Regions from separate parts of the Mus musculus genome. Here all the other regions are linked to region 3. The links are chromatin contacts, called in public HiChIP or PLAC-seq and Micro-C maps. All regions are on one chromosome and are shown on one strand. Each heading gives the region's core, a stretch centred on a gene start, on an enhancer-like site or on the middle of the called end of the contact. The rest is flanking DNA. Distances are from core to core; before and after follow the strand shown.

Region 1 (2,886 bases), core at 369-2,868, 87 kb after region 3:
GACAAGAGTTTCTCACTAGCCTAGCGTTCCCCAACCAGGCTAGGCTGGCTATTCCCCAACGCACAAAGATCAATTTGTCTCTATCTCCACAGAACTGGGATTGTAAATAACTAGGATTATAATTCCAGGACATCCATCTCAGGACCCCACGCTGGCAAGACAGGCACACTACCCACTGAGCCTTCTCCGAAGCGTTTGCTCTGGCTGTCAACGTGAATGTCTAGCGTGAATTATCAATAGGCATTGGGAACCCCCACCCTATCAGTTATTCACCCTACGTAGGATGGTGGACAGGACAGAAGAGAGCCTTGATTTTTGAAAGCTAACTGGCTGGGCTATGTTCATAAAATCAAATATTTAAAAATATTTGGGAAATCACTCTGGATCTCACGTTAATCTGTGCAAACCACAGGACACCCCAGTGTGTGTCATGGGCACACAGACAACCCTTCTGACTGACTTTGATGGAGGACGTTTGGAATAACACAGTGGTTCTCAGCCTTTCTAAGGCTATGGCCATTTAATATAGTCCCTCATGTTGTGGTGACTGTTAGATATTCAAGCCACTCAGCGAAAGCTTAGACTCCCTTTGTAAATGTTGTATACTTTTGTAAACTTTGTATACTTTGCAACCTTAGTAAACCCTCAAGGCAAGAAAGGCCTGGGCCTGAGTAGCTTCAGCTGTCAGGCCCCTCCCCCCCAGACCTCCCTAACGGTTAGAACTGTGTTTCCAGCTTCTGTAACAGCCACAAGGTCATCTACAGCCCCTCAACGGGACCCTCCCCAGATTATGCTAATTTTGGATGAAAAGTCTGAAGAAAAGCCACCAATCCCTGAACAGGAAACCCCACCAAGCCTGAGCTCACCCAAGCTCAGGGCTTGAAATCCCACCAATCCTCACCCTGGAAATCTCCACCCTAGGAAGTTACGCCCCCCCCCCCCCGACTCCCCCCCCCCCCCCCCCCCCCCCCCCGCCACCCCCAAGATCCCCTATGTAAGCACTTCCCTTTGTCTGATTCTCTGGGCAGCCACTCCTGGATTCATCCCTCCACACCCTGGACCCTCCAATAAATCTCTTTTCTGACATTTACTGACGGGTGTGACTCTCATTGGAAAAAGACAAGAAGCAACGAGGAGACAAAGGAAAGAAGCCGAGACAAGCAGGGCCGAGACTACTGAGCACCTCAGTTCAGCTGGGGATCCCTCCTCTGCGAGCTACAATGCTGAGGAGGCTTCCTCTCAGAGCCATAAGGTCCCTGGGTCTCCATGTCCTCAGGATGCCCTTCCCATGGGACACTCTCCCACCTCAGAACTGTTTGGTCCCTGGACTTTCAAATCCCAGGATACCTTCTGATTCAAACAGGAAGACCAACAGTGACCTCTTACCATAAAATTATTTTCGCTGGTACTTCATAACTGTGATGTTGCTACTGTTATGAATTATAATGTAAATATCTGATATGCAGGATATCTAACCTGTGACCCCTGTGAAAGGGTCACTTTCTCCCCAAAGGCGTTGTGACACATGGGCTGAGAGCCACTGTGATAATAGGTCCTTTTATGAACAGCCCCCCCTTTTCTCCCGGGAGTGACAAAGCCTGATTATTTTATCAAGAGTCTGCCTCCAGCGATGTATCTCTGACAGACACACTAAGACGCTTGAAAGCAGGCATAACGAACGCCCCAGCATTCAGCTCGCTTGGCTAATTTTAAATCTCCGGACGTCTATCGTGTACTTAGCTCTAAATTACATGTTAAATGTGGGTTTTTCTTAGGCCTCATCCATGCAGCAGGTAGGTAAATAAAGTAGGTTTGTGAAGGGGGCCATTAAAAGCTGTTTTAAAAGGCCCCAAGTTCCGTCACTCGACTGGAGTTGCCAGCTGCGTGTCCACGACAGGTCTCTCCCAGCTACTATTCAGGCAGCTGTGGGATTTCAATGCAGCCAAAGGATAAACAGCAGTCCAGACTAATGGAAGCCACCAGCCCTAGAGGCCCTCAGCAAGGCTCACCCTTCTCTAGCTTAAAATAACAAAACAAAACAAAACAAAAACACGTATACCTTCAAATTCTACCGCTTTTTCTACTTCGGAGGTCGGTGCGGTTCGCATTCTGGCCACAAGGGGGCAACACGAACTCGTTCTGCTAGAGGTGTTGCGGCCAGGGAAGCCAATGGCTTGGCACTTTCCTTCCTGTCCCCAGGATGATGCCTGGAGACAGGACAAATATAGCGTAAACAATAGTCACAGCCTGCAATTTGGGTGCCACAGCCTTGGATGTCAGCTTCTTCTCCTTTTGTGACTTAAAAAAAAAAAACATTTAATGAGAGAGGAAGGCACTGGGGTGTTTAGAAATAAACTCTCCTTTTTCAGGTCAAGGTCTAGGCTCAGATTTAAATGGCTGCAGCAGAGCCCTGTTTCTTGGCCCGGGCTAACAAATGTCTTAATTTGATGGCAGTGATGCATCACTGTGGTAGACACTGTGTGAGCCACCAAGAAAAGAGATCTCGGGGCTTGGGAGGGGCTGTGGTCCTTCAGGTAGAGATGCAGGATGAGATTGAGTGTGCAGAATAAAGATCCAGATGTCAAGTACTTCGGAGGGGCGGATGGAGGGGAGGAGGGAAGGGATGAAAGAGAGGAGGGTGTGAGTGGGAACCTTAGGGTGGACATCTGGAGCTGCGGACCGTCAAATGTTCTATCTCCCCTTCCCATTCATTACGTTTTTCTCTGCTGAACAAGATATCTGACAAAAAATAAGGTAAGGACGGGTTTATTTTGACAGTCCTTCACCGGAGCAGAAGCAGGAAGCAACTTGTTACACTGTGTCTGTAGTGAGGAAGCAGAGAAAGGTGAGTGCTAGGGTTAGGTTAGAATTGCAAGTTCAAGGTTA
Region 2 (2,872 bases), core at 187-2,686, 110 kb after region 3:
ATTGGGGCTCTGACTCTCAGTGTAGGACTGCAGCTAGCCAGACCCCTTGACAGGAAGACACCTGAACACATTTAAACCTACAGCTCTGCCAGCCCAGAACAGAACCTGAGGCTGAAAGAGAGCAAGAATATTCTTTTCAGGATGCTTTTGCAGAGTTTAGAGTGGTGGCACATGCTCTTTCTGGCTGCCTTCTTGCATCCTTAACAACATCAATGTAGCTAAGGTACTTTCACCCACCCTAGTCCTTTCTTACCCTATACTGCCTCTTCAAAAGGCAGAGCCCCGGAAACTGGGAATTGCAAGACATTCTGTTGACCTGGTGAGAATCGGAACACAAGACAGGGGCTGTAGGTCTAGCTTGGTGGCCAGGGTGTGTGCAAGGGAAGAGCGATTGAGGGGGCCCAACACCCAGCCCCTCCTGGAACTCATGCAAGTTCTTGGGCCTTTGGCTCTGTCCCAAAGGCTCAACTGCCTGATCCCTGGCTCAGAGGCACCAACTGGCTTCCAAACTGGAAAAAGAGGTCATCCAACTCCCTTCCAAACTGGGAAAAAAAATACCCAGACTTAGCTCTGAGGCTTCGGAATAGCTGGCTCCACCAATCCCCAGCAGTGCCAGGGGATGGGGCAGGGTCAATGGGGGCCAGTAACTGACAGCTGTTCCGTGGGTTATTTTGGGCCAGGGGCTGAGCTTCTCGGTTCCAGGGTGTTAGGATTAAAATAGCCACCTGCAGGGCGATTTGCCTGTAGCAGTGTAGGGGCTTTTCCAAAAAGCAAACATTCAAAGCCCGGCAGAGGAGTAGAATACGGGGTTGGTTTGAGGAATGGCAGGGAAGGAATTCTATCACTGTCTAAGACCAACCTCACCTCTGAGGAGCTGGGCTCTAAGCGTTGGCATCTCTCTGACCAGATCACTTTCCTGGGCCATCAAAATGAAGGGTTGATGGGGAAAGAAGGGTTGGTAACTCCTAAACACAGCTTCTGGCCTTCTTCAGTCCTCAAAGGGAGCGGTGAGATGTCCCCACCCTTGCCTTTTCACAGATGGTTCCACAGGAGTTCAGGGGGCGCTTGGAGGCTCTGGTTGCAGGTCACCAAACTGCCCCAGTACCTCTTGCTTTGGCCTTGCTCAGAGCTACAGAAGATTCGTGTTGGGAGGATAATCAGTTCTATCTCCAAGCTCAGGACCAGCATGGAAAACGCTGACTGGCCCTGGCTATCCTTCCAGTCACAGCGGGACCTTGGCAGCCACCCGCCTAGCTCACACCCTCCTCCTGCAGGAGGTGGGGCAAAAGCAGGTGGGAGGAGGGGGTCGAAGGGGAAGCCCAACCATCCTGGAGCCTAGCCAAAGCTCAACTTCGCAGCCCCAGGCGGGGACTTGACAGCCTGCGGGCTTTGTTCAGGACTTCGAGTTAGAGTGACCTGGGACCCTTTGGCAGAGATGAGGGTGGCGCTCTGGGCGCATGCCCCAGACACGCCCCATGGAAATCGCTCCAGGGATCCGTCACTGAACTTAGTCTTGAGCACCGCTGGCCAGGTCTGTGCGACAGGTCCCACTTCCCCGCCCGAGTGGGGTCGCTCTGGGCTCCCTCCACGATCTCCACCTGTGCTTTTGAATGTTCCAGAGGGTCAGTTTCCTGTGCGGGTAAATTCTGCGCCCAGCACCTCTCATCTTCCTCCTCCCTCCCCGCCTCCCGGACACCCCGGGTCGCTCTGTCCCCGCCGCACTCTCATCGCCCCCGCGCGCCCCGGCGCAGCCTCCCCGCCCTGCGCCGCTGCCCTGGGGCTCTCGGCGCCCCGGAGCCAGGGCCCCGCTGCGTCCTCCTTGCTGCGAGCTGAGTCCTCCGGAGTCCCCCGGGCCATGAGTCTCTGCGTTGCCCCCCGCCACCCCACGGGCGCTGCTGCGGCGCTGGGGCTCGGTAGCCTCTTGGTGCTGCTCGGGCCGGGACGCGCGTGCCCCGCGGGCTGTGCTTGCACCGACCCCCATACCGTGGACTGTCGCGATCGCGGGCTGCCCAGCGTGCCCGATCCCTTCCCCCTGGACGTGCGCAAGCTGCTAGTGGCCGGCAACCGCATCCAGCAGATCCCCGAGGACTTCTTCATCTTCCATGGAGATCTGGTGTATCTGGATTTCAGGAACAACTCGCTGCGCTCGCTGGAGGAGGGCACGTTCAGCGGCTCGGGCAAGCTGGCCTTTCTGGACCTGAGCTACAACAACCTCACCCAGCTGGGGGCCGGCGCCTTCCGCTCGGCGGGGAGGCTGGTCAAGCTGAGCCTGGCCAACAACCATCTGGCCGGTGTACATGAGGCTGCCTTCGAGAGCCTGGAGTCCTTGCAGGTGCTGGAACTCAACGACAACAACCTGCGCAGCCTCAACGTGGCGGCTTTGGATGCGCTGCCGGCACTGCGCACTGTGCGCCTGGACGGGAACCCCTGGCTGTGTGACTGTGACTTCGCTCACCTCTTCTCCTGGATTCAGGAGAACACATCCAAATTGCCCAAAGGTGAGCCAGAGGGTGGCTGGAAGCCAAGGCTGGGTCTGGTAGGGAACGCTGGAGGAATCCAGCACGGTCAGGATGTGTGAGGCCTCGTTTTGGGGCTCACCAGAAAGTCCCCTGAACGAGGACCCCTGTGGTGTAACTCCATAAGACCAGCTGTCTGAAAGTCTGAGATGTGTTGGCAACGAGTGTTAAAAGAACACACCCGGAACTCTCTCAAGTTTCTCTTTCTTCACTTATTACCCACCTTTTCTCCATCATCATGGTCCACATCCTCTCTGGGAGCTTTTAGGTCCCAGGACAGGTGGGTGTGAGCAATGTACTGGTCCCTCCTAGTAGGAAACCCCTCGTTGTGTGGGACACTATACCATTTCCAGACC
Region 3 (3,023 bases), core at 350-2,849:
CTTTTCCATTTTGGTTCCTGGAGAGAAGATTTGTCAGAAAGGGAATGTTTTCCTTTTTATTTTTTTAGGCTCCAACCTGCTTCACGATTGGAAAGTCCTCATCTTTTTTGACATCAGATGGGCTTCCGTTTTTAAGCCTTGAGTTAGAGGAATGCTGTCTTGGATAAAAATATACCTGTGGGGAAGGGAAGGGAGAGTTTGCAATACAAAAAAAAAAAAAAAAAGTAGCCTAGTTCTAACCATGATGGGCAAGCAGACGATGACAGAGACAGCCACCTAGTGCACAGTCCCGATGCTCTAATTGTCTCAGATGAGACACCGTGGAGCAGAGTCATTATCCTGACAGCTCGGCCTATCTCTCAGACTATGGATGTCAAGAAGGCAGAAACTGGGAGTCAACTCCACGTCACAGGGAACGTTATTGTAGAGGTTTTTCTTCAAAGGGGGGTGGGTGGAGATAAGGATAAATAAAATTCATTTTCTTAGACTATGTAGGGGTAAGAAAATCAGAAAAGAATCTAAATTTAACTGAATTAAAGACTTATTTCCAAACTGGGTGGTGGTGGTGCACACCTTTAATCCCAGCATTTGGGAGGCAGAGGCAGGCGGATCTCTGAGTTCGAGGCCAGCCTGGTCTACAGAGTGAGTTCCAGGACAAAAACCCTGTCCAAAAAAAAAAAAAAAAGAGAAAGAGAAAAAGAAAAAAGAAAACAGATTTTTTTTCATACAATATATTCTGATTATGGTTTCCCTTCCCTCTACCCCCCCCACCAGTCCCTCCCCATCTGGATCTACCTTCCCCCTTCATTGGAAGACAAACTGGCATCTAAGGAATAATAACAAAATAATATTCAGATAAGAATAGGGCAAAGGAAACACACAGAAGGAAAAGAACCCAAGGGAAGCCACAAGAAACAGATCTAGACGACACAGTGACACACTTGTTTGCACATTCAGGAATCCAATAAAAACCCAAAGATGGAAGTCGTTTTATATATATATATATAATATTTTACATATTATATATATGTAAAAGCTGTAGGGTAAAAATAAATAAAAGTAAAATTAAAAAAAAATACAGAGTCCTAATGTGACATTATGAGACAAGTCACCTCCAAAAAAACATTGAGTTCTTTGTTGGCCACTGAAAGGAGACTTCCTTACAGATAATATTGTTTGATTTGCAAGTGATTAGCACGTGGAGATAGTTTCTGCATGAGTAATGGGGGAAGTTTCAGGTAGCTATTCTGGAATTTATTGTGTAAATCCTGCCGGCCTCAAAAATCACAGACACGCCTGCCTCTGCCTCGCAAGCAATGGAATGTAAAATGGTGGCCCCACGCCCTGCTAAATGCTTTCTTTTATAAGTCGCCGCCGCGGGGGTCGGGGATCGCGGTGTTTTTGTCAGAGCTGTAAAAAGGTAACTAAAGCTGGTGGCTTGGAATCCTGAACATGTCTTAGCTGTCACTTCCTCCACCTCCCCATTAAGGATGCACACCAAAATCTCCTTTACTTACGCAGCATTGGCTCCAATCTATTTTCCCTTACTGCTCAGCTGCAGATAGACCTTTGAAACCTGCGGAAAGTTCCAGACTTTCCAGTTATGACACGGTTTTGTGACCTCAGGCTACTTTATCGGTTTTCTCACTTCACAAGGTCACTGGACGGCCAGTGTCAGCATTATCTTGTTTTGTTTTCGAATTTAGCAGCAGAAATAACATTCATTTAATCGCCTTTTCCCTCTTCCTCCTTTCATCCTCTTTCTAAACATAAACATTGACAGCTTTTTAAATTTCCTGCTATTCTGAACTATTTTGTTCCTTTCTAATAGCAATGCCGTTTATGTAGACCATGGCGCCGCCTCGTGGCCAAGTGGGACAATTACATTTAATTTTTGGTTTTGTGGGTTTTTTGGAGGGGGTTGATTTGGTTTTGTTTAAGATGCTGAGGTGTGTTAGAGTTAAGATGACAGGAGATAGAATACGGAGGTTGCCTTTTAAAGAGGTAAAATCTCTTGTCTGACTGTCTGTAAGAGCTGAAAAAATTTCTGGGACACCCGCCTATCAGTGCTAAAGTCAGCCGAGTCCAGGACAGTTGGGGGTGAGCTGGTTCCTCTGGGCTTTTTTTACCCTGCCATGCTGCTTTGTACAGAGTGAAGTTTGGGGCCCATGCTTTAGATACAAGAAAGGATTATGAAAGGGCTGAAAGATGGTGCAATTTCCTGACAGGATTTGGCATGGGCTTGGGGGAGCGGGGGAGAGGTGGGGCTTGGGGGAGCCACAGATGGAAGACCTGAGGTGGTGCAGGGAGAGCCAGGCGGAGAACCCTTTAGGCTGAAGAGAGAGGACTATAAAGGATGTACACCAATCTTGAAGGTTGTACAGCTTGAGGGTGGGTTTTATCAAACGATTTTTCAGGGCTAGAGAAATGGCAGAGGCCCCAAGTTCAGCTTCCAGCACCCGACCTGGGTTGTTCACAGTTGCCTGTAACTCCTGCACTGTAAGGGTCCGAAAAGCGCTGAAGGAAGACCCCAGACTCAGTGCACAAAGACAGAGAGGGTTGATTCTATAGAAACGACCAGCAGGTGCGGGTCAACCATTCTCCAAAATGGCGACCTCAGACAAAGGCCCAAAGGCCTTCTTGTAGGGAAGCAGGGAAACTCTCTAGAAGGAGTAGGTAATCTGGAATGGGATTGGTAGGAGCCAAACAGTGACATTAGTAGAACTTTGATTGGCTACTATGTTAGTTAGTTCTGCTATATTTAGAGAGTGGGTTAGGTAATCTAAAATTTCATTGGTGGGTGCTGGGGAGGTCACAGGGGTCGGCTTCTGATTGGCTTGTGCCAGGAAGTCAGTGGTCCACAATCCTGCGTTATGAATGTTTAACTACAGGATGAGATAGGGCTGCCCAGCACACATTACCCACACTGGGGTAAGATATTTCCCCATTTTTGTGGTTATCCCCAGGCTATTCTTTGAGCGGGGGTGGGGGTGGGGTGGTGGAGGCAGCGGTGTTTATGATCT

Evidence for each region. Hi-C and Micro-C count contacts between places; a contact is called where the count stands out from the background. HiChIP or PLAC-seq counts read pairs in DNA pulled down with a chosen protein or histone mark.
Region 1: a contact with region 3 is called in an H3K27ac HiChIP or PLAC-seq map of embryonic stem cells, with 8 read pairs. The contact joins two enhancer-like sites. A contact is called at or near these places in 1 of 39 promoter capture datasets (embryonic stem cells), 13 of 484 Hi-C or Micro-C datasets (the BV-2 cell line, bone marrow-derived macrophages, embryonic fibroblasts and 5 more) and 6 of 115 datasets of contacts at active chromatin or transcription factors (embryonic stem cells, extraembryonic endoderm stem cells and trophoblast stem cells).
Region 2: a contact with region 3 is called in a Micro-C map of embryonic stem cells, with 4 times the contacts expected there. The contact joins the promoter of Lrrc38 here to the enhancer-like site in region 3. A contact is called at or near these places in 1 of 39 promoter capture datasets (stem cell-derived epiblast-like cells), 1 of 484 Hi-C or Micro-C datasets (embryonic stem cells), 2 of 115 datasets of contacts at active chromatin or transcription factors (both in embryonic stem cells) and 2 of 9 other capture datasets (adipose tissue and pancreatic islet).

What each region holds. Positions count from the first base shown.
Region 1 is chr4:143,323,608-143,326,493 of GRCm38.p6, forward strand. No RefSeq gene overlaps it. Among named protein-coding and RNA genes, the nearest start is that of Lrrc38, 25 kb to the right of the region's middle. Within about 2 kb of position 1,619, at least 46 of the 459 cell types and tissues checked have an H3K27ac peak or open chromatin away from gene starts, as enhancers often do. A contact at or near this core is called in embryonic stem cells, extraembryonic endoderm stem cells and trophoblast stem cells, where this site is marked.
Region 2 is chr4:143,348,314-143,351,185 of GRCm38.p6, forward strand. It overlaps Lrrc38 (leucine rich repeat containing 38), which reads left to right and starts at 1,437. Exons shown (of 2, transcript NM_001162983.1): 1 at 1,437-2,498. The coding sequence starts at 1,856.
Region 3 is chr4:143,237,107-143,240,129 of GRCm38.p6, forward strand. No RefSeq gene overlaps it. Among named protein-coding and RNA genes, the nearest start is that of Gm52493, 19 kb to the left of the region's middle. Within about 2 kb of position 1,600, at least 62 of the 459 cell types and tissues checked have an H3K27ac peak or open chromatin away from gene starts, as enhancers often do. A contact at or near this core is called in embryonic stem cells, extraembryonic endoderm stem cells and trophoblast stem cells, where this site is marked.